2 separate regions of the Oncorhynchus mykiss genome follow, and region 1 is linked to region 2. The links are chromatin contacts, called in public Hi-C maps. All regions are on one chromosome and are shown on one strand. The core of a region is the stretch at or near the end of the contact, and the rest is flanking DNA. Distances in the headings are between cores, read along the strand shown.

Region 1 (3,600 bases), core at 552-3,051, 610 kb after region 2:
CTGTGTAAAAGCATTTGTCCCAAGATTGTAATCGCTGTAGTGCCTTTGTTGGTGGATAGGCATATTCTACAGGTTAGAAAGGTCGACTTTGTACTCTTTATGGCTATGGTGATCAACGACACTGCATAAGTGGAGAAAAAGTTTTAAAAAATTGACAACATTGTTGAATGCGGCGGAGCAGTTTCTGAGATTGGAGGACTTCTCTGCGAATGAGTCACATGGAAGGCTATCACAAGCCGTACTACTCTCTCAGGCCCCAGAGCCTGAGTCGGGAGATATGGAACTTTGAAGAACGGAAGACTTGGGAGTCTGTTTTGCTTGGTTTTGTTTCGTCAACTATTTTAGCTGTGAGGAGGAACTTTGTTTTTCCCCATCAAGTATGGTTTTCTTTTTTACTTTGAATCCAGTAGTGGGCAGCAATACAACTTTTTGAATGTCGTCCCCATCAAAACCCTCATCTCGTACAAACCATCCTGATCTCGCAAGCTTACATTCTGTTTCACTAGATCAGGATTGTTCGTACGAGGCACCTAAAACCACTGAGGTAAATAAGCACGTGAGACTGCGTCCAAGATGACCGCCGTTGTTTTCAAGGAAATCTACTCACATTCGCATATGCCGATTGAGGACCGTCTATATTTGGGTTGCATCCGGTTTATATGGACCAGCATCTGCATACAGTTTATACGGACAAACATCACATGCACACTAGCACTCAGTGCACACAGGGAGCAGCATGAGCAGTGACGAGTCCGACGTCATCATCAGGTCATCCTAAAATATGGCAGACATTGGAAGAATATAAAATATGAATATCTTTGGCTGTGAGTGATGGGGGGATCGGCCTCAGAGAAAATTATTTTAATAATTAAATAGATGTTTACTGTACAAAAAGTGATGACAAAAGTGTTTTATTAGGAATTTTCAAATCTGACTTCTTCGTTTAAACTGCTGTACCGAAGCAAAACTGTAGGCGCTGTCGAAACCGTACTTCTAGACCGGAACCCTGGCCACCTGACTAAAGCCCCTCTCCAGAGGGTAGTGAGGTCTGCACAACGCATCACCGGGGGCAAACTACCTGCCCTCCAGGACACCTACACCACCCGATGTCACAGGAAGGCCATAAAGATCATCAAGGACAACAACCACCCGAGCCACTGCCTGTTCACCCCGCCATCATCCAGAAGGCGAGGTCAGTACAGGTGCATCAAAGCAGGGACCGAGAGACTGAAAAACAGCTTCCATCTCAAGGCCATCAGACTGTTAAACAGCCACCACTAACATTGAGTGGCTGCTGCCAACACACTGACTCAACTCCAGCCACTTTAATAATGGGAATTGATGGGAAATGATGTAAAATATATCACTAGCCACTTTATACAATGCTACCTAATATAATGTTTACATACCCTACAATATTCATCTCATATGTATACGTATATACTGTACTCTATATCATCTACTGCATCTTTATGTAATACATGTATCACTAGCCACTTTAACTATGCCACTTTGTTTACATACTCATTTCATATGTATATACTGTACTCAATACCATTTACTGTATCTTGCCTATGCCGCTCTGTACCATCACTCATTCATGTATCTTTATGTACATATTCTTTATCCCCTTACACTTGTGTGTATAAGGTAGTAGTTTTGGAATTGTTAGCTAGATTACTTGTTGGTTATTACTGCATTGTTGGAACTAGAAGCACAAGCATTTCGCTACACTCGCATTAACATCTGCTAACCATGTGTATGTGACAAATAAAATTTGATTTGATTTGAACTAAGAAGATCCACATTTCAATTGTGGGCTTTTATTTTGAAGGATTTAATATTACCATACGAAAGTGACGGGATTGTTTGTACTTCTGGCGGAATATTAATCACCGTCCCATTGTTGTTTGTTGAGGCAGCTGGCTAGCTAACTTAGGGTATGTATTAACACCACAAATATTAGCTAAAATATTTAGCGAGTTATTGGAAATAAGAACATGGCAATTATTTATTTTTGTTGAAATGTGTGTATTATGCTGAGCATTCATAAAACATTAGCTTGTTAACTAGCTATGTAGATGGGGGGGCTAACAAAGACAGCGAACAACCACCCTTTTTCAGGCACCACCTAAAACGATTTCACTAACGTTAGTTGATTTTACAAACTCATGGAAGCCAGACATCTATCGAGCTATATTTGAGTACATCTAGAGAGCTACCTAACGTTAGTTATTTTTGCTATAGCTAGCTGGCTAGCCGTGGCTAACAAGCAAGCTTGGCTGCTGCGCTGACGTTAGGTAACGTTAACAGAGAGCATCTCGATTTTCTTGGCTGTAAACGTTGTTTTGTACCATGTGATACGAGTCAGATTTTCAGTCTCGATTGAGTTTTTAGCAACACTAACACGTTAGTTAGTTAGCTATAACGGTTCGCTAGCACACTGCAAGGCTACGGTTCGTTACCTACGACACAACAATGGGATGGATCCATGATGGCTAGCTAGTAACTAACTATATGCTGAGTGTTGTGTTGAGGGGGCTGGATTCGAAGATAGCGAACTGCCGTTGTAGCTAGCGACAGCACAACAACCCTTTGCACAATCGCACCGTTAATTAGTTGCAAACAGTAGAAAAATATGTTTTGCATTTAGTTAGCATTATTAGTGATTACAAATGTTTATTTGCAAGAAAGGTCGTGTACCCCCAGCCCCCATTATTTGTTATGGGCAGCTAGGGAGGGACACACATTTAATATGGCCAAAGCTCAGGGTGACAAATTTGGCTTTATGTTTTTGAAACTGTATCTACTGTATCTCTCCTAGACCTACACAAGTCACCATGGGGAAAGATCCTAGGAAACCGAGAGGCAAGATGTCGTCATATGCTTACTTCGTGCAGACCTGCAGGGCGGAGCACAAGAAGAAACACCCCGAAGCCAGTGTCAACTTCGCTGAGTTCTCCAAGAAATGCTCAGAGCGATGGAAGGTAGCATTACACAACAGTGAATGAATGTGACGTGACATGTTTCTGGTATATGATTATGGCTATATTTCCACCATAGTATGTTTTGTTACACTTGAGTGACCTTGTGGACAGTCTAGCGGTGGCCATGTAGATATGTAATCTGAATTTATACCTCTATATCTAGCCCATGTCTCCTAAAGAAAAAGGCAAGTTTGAAGACATGGCGAAGCAAGACAAGGTCCGCTACGAGAGAGAAATGAAGAACTACATCCCACCCAATGGCCAGAAAAAGAAGAGGTTCAAGGATCCTAATGCCCCCAAGAGACCACCGTAGGTTTGCATGGCAGCTAGACTGGATAGCAATTATAAAGGTGAATTAAACTTCCCTTTGAATTGACATGCGTTTGTTTTTGTTTCTCAGGTCTGCGTTCTTCATCTTCTGTGCTGACTTCCGGGCCAAGATAAAGAGCGAGCACCCAGGCCTGTCCATTGGAGACACTGCTAAGAAGCTGGGAGTGATGTGGAACAGCTCTGCAGCTGAGGAGAAGAAGCCGTACGAGAAGAAGGCTGCCACGCTGAAGGAGAAATACGACAAGGTGAGTAGGGCTTTGTTAAAATTGAGGTTGATATACAA
Region 2 (3,523 bases), core at 441-2,940:
GGCTCGAGTATTCGAACCAGCAGTTACTGGCCCAATGCTCTTACCGCTAGGTTACCCTAATAATAATGATCCTGACTAGATTCCAGACATTTTGTGTAAGTTGAAATATCGAGAGACCTAAGTCTTATTATAAGACATTATTAAGGCTCATGCTTATAACAAGTTATAAGTGCACCTGTGTGTGTGTGTGTGTGTGTGTGTGTGTGTGCAAGGCAACATACTGTGTGAGAAGGTTTGACAGCTGCTGATTGATAGCTCTTTGCGTCTGGTCAAACAGCACCTAAAGACAGGAGAGAACCACTAGGAGAGTAAAACCTGCGCTGACTTAAGCACATAACAAGTGGACAACAATCATCCGTCTCAAGTGGAACTCAACTCACAGTATGAAAGTTGATCATCTCCTGTAGTCCTTGAATGAACTGACTCATGCAGTTCTATGAGGACAGAAGAGTAGAATCCAACAGACATCAATTTTGTGATAATAAAACAGAACCAAATTCCAATTTTAGCCTAATGATTTGTGTCCCTTATAATTGCCCCAAGCCCTTCTTTCCTACATTTTAACCCTCTCCCTGTTCATACATACCACGATGACGCTGTCACGTTTGTGATACGTGGAGAACTCGGCCAGTCCGGCGAGGAAATGCTGATTTGCTGTGTTGTATGCTTGCCCTGATTCAACCATCTTGCCACAGAGCTTCATCACCTGCATCAGGAGGTATACACACTCAGATATTTATGACTTACAATTGACATCACTGCAGAAGCAAAATCATCATGCTGCTTGCTACATTTTCAGAGCACAAAGAACTTTGCACCTTTTCCACTTGACTCTGCAGCTCTGCAACATCAGTTTGACACTTATCCAGGGTAAGCCTGAGCAAAACCAATAAAAACAGATTATTCCCCAGTCTCCAGAAACTCACCATCAGAGCTATGAAATGCACCATAGTGTCATAGTGTTATATTGTTTAAAATCATCTAGACCAGTGTTGTGACAGGTAGAGGAGCAAGGAGTTTTTCCTTAACACCTGAGCAGGAAAAACTCCAAGCCCTAGTGAAGGTTACCAACCTAAATGCAGGTGAGTCCTGGATGCATTCTTCATAGTCCAAGAATGAATCCATTTTGGCTGCGATTTCTCTTCAGTAGAACGGTAGCTGGCTAATAGCTTTGACAAAATTATTAAATGCAATGGGGAGACCTAGATAGCATTAAGCTAGCTAATACCGTTAAGCTAGCTATGTTTATAAACTGTCTATGCTATTCATGATACATATTTAAAGTCACAGCTTGCATCACTAACAGTGACAATAACATAACCAGTTGCTACAATTATAAAGAATAAAACAAAATGTAATTGACATGTTCAGTAGCTAGTGCATTAGCGGCATGCCTATCATTAGCCTTCGAGTAAAGGATAGCCTAAAGCTAGCCAGCTAGGTGTCCTTCCTTGAAAGACGATCGATGGGATGTGAAAAAATGTAATTCGTTTTTCTGAACACGAGCGGCAATGCCCGCTTACAACAAGTTATGGACTGCATGAGCGTGTAACAGCTCAACAGAATTTTAGATCTGTCCCTTTGTAATAACTAACTATAAATACTAGTCTCAAACAGCTGTCTCCGCATACATGCAAGATGTTGCCAATCGCTTTTTGTAAATATCCGATGATGACTATTTTTCTGCTAGCGGCACTAACGATGATGTCACGTTCTTATGATAATGAGAAAACCTTCAAAGTAAAAGCCGCTATTTCAAAACATTGCAAGGTGGATAAATCATTCTAAAGATAATACATTTGAATCCATGTCGATTTTTATTTTGCTTCTTAGCAAAAGCAAGAAGGAATTTATGGAAAATATATGTTAAAAAAATTCAGACCACTGTTGAAAAATACAAATTTTAGACTGGCATGTCACAATATTGGTGTTATAATGAAAAAAACTATTATTTGTGACAGTTTCAAAGTGGAGTTGGAAGTACTCATTAGAGTTTGTAGAATCTATATATGGTGTCATTTTATAGGGTACTGAATCATATGGAGTGTTGCTAGCCTTTTACTCCACCCATTGCATTGGCCACAATGAAAATCACTGTATATGCATTACATATAGGCTTATATAGAAAAAACGGTTGTTTGTGCGGATGTAAAAGTGGGGTTGAGAGTACTCATTAGGGTCTATAGAATCTATATATAGTGTCATTTCATGGGGCAATGAATAATAATACAGAGTGTTGCTGGCCTTTTACTACATCCATTCCATTGGCCACAATGAAAATCACTGTATATGCATTACATATTGGCTTATAACATTTTTTATTTTATTTGTGGCGATGTAAAAGTGGGGTTGGGAGTACTCAGTAGGATCCATAGAATCTACAGCACCAGTCAAAAGATTGGACACACGTACTCATTCAAAGGTTTTTCTTTATTTTTACTATTTCCTACATTGTAGAATAATAGTGAAGACATCAACACTATGAAATAACACATATGGAATCATGTAGTAACCAAAAAAGTGCTAAACAAATCCAAAATATATTTTATATTTGAGATTCTTCAAAGTAGCCACCCTTTGCCTTGATGACAGCTTTGCACACTCTTGGCTTTCTCTCAACTAGTTTCACCTGGAATGCTTTCCCAAAAGTCTTAAAGGAGTTCCCACATATGCCGAGCACCTTTTGGCTGCTTTTCCTTCACTCTGCGGTCCAACTCATCCCAAACCATCTCAATTGGGTTGAGGTCAGGTGAGTGTGGAGGCCAGGTCATCTGATGCAGCACTCCATCACTCTCCTTCTTGGTCAAATAGCCCTTACACCGCCTGGAGGTGTGTTGGGTCATTGTCCTGTTGAAAAACAAACAATAGTATGCAAATCAGATGGGATGGCATATCACTGCAGAATGCTGTAGTAGCCATGCTGGTTAAGTGTATGGAACGCCGTTTGGGTCTTTATGTGTCAAAAAAGATACACGTCAAATAACAATATGCAAATATTGGCCAATAACAAATAAGGTGCATGTGAAGCCAGCCATGTGAAAAACATTTTCAATCATAATCACCAACAAACTAATAAGTTGTGTCGAACCTTGAAAACATGAGACGGCTTTTAAAGTTTTGCCAACCAAGGACAACCACCTTTACAACTACCCCAGGAGGATCAGGTGGTTCAAAGGTAAGATTAATTCTGGTTGGTAATACCTGGCAAAAGTCAACATTAACTGGCACAGCTACCTAACGTTAATGTAACGCTCCCCCCTTTCTATTGTTAGCCTATTTAGCCATGTTATCGTTTGTTATTTAACAGTATGTCCGTTCGAGTAAACTAGGCCTTTACATTGCTGTTATGTTGTTTAATGTTTTCGTTGACTTTTTCTTCAAATATCGCTTGAACATGGAGGGTCATAGGACTGGACTGAACTACACTAACTAGCTAGGTATGGCTAACTATAGCAGCAGCTACCGTGGGGTGTGCGAGTATGGGCGGCGTCGATTATGCTGTGTCATTAGTGTAACTTTTTAT

What was found. A called contact is a pair of places that touch in the nucleus more often than the background predicts.
Region 1: a Hi-C map of liver shows a contact between it and region 2, with 6 times the contacts expected there. The contact joins the promoter of LOC110507327 here to the promoter of zgc:162872 in region 2. A contact is called at or near these places in 2 of 3 Hi-C or Micro-C datasets (blood and liver).

What each region holds. Positions count from the first base shown.
Region 1 is chr27:2,493,858-2,497,457 of USDA_OmykA_1.1, forward strand. It overlaps LOC110507327 (high mobility group protein B1), which reads left to right and starts at 1,802. Exons shown (of 5, transcript XM_021587247.2): 1 at 1,802-1,940; 2 at 2,825-2,987; 3 at 3,151-3,296; 4 at 3,388-3,562. The coding sequence starts at 2,841.
Region 2 is chr27:1,888,793-1,892,315 of USDA_OmykA_1.1, forward strand. It overlaps zgc:162872 (BAR_ACAPs and ArfGap_ACAP domain-containing protein), which reads right to left and starts at 1,691. Exons shown (of 22, transcript XM_021587235.2): 1 at 1,073-1,691; 2 at 819-876; 3 at 587-706; 4 at 381-434; 5 at 222-280. The coding sequence starts at 1,125.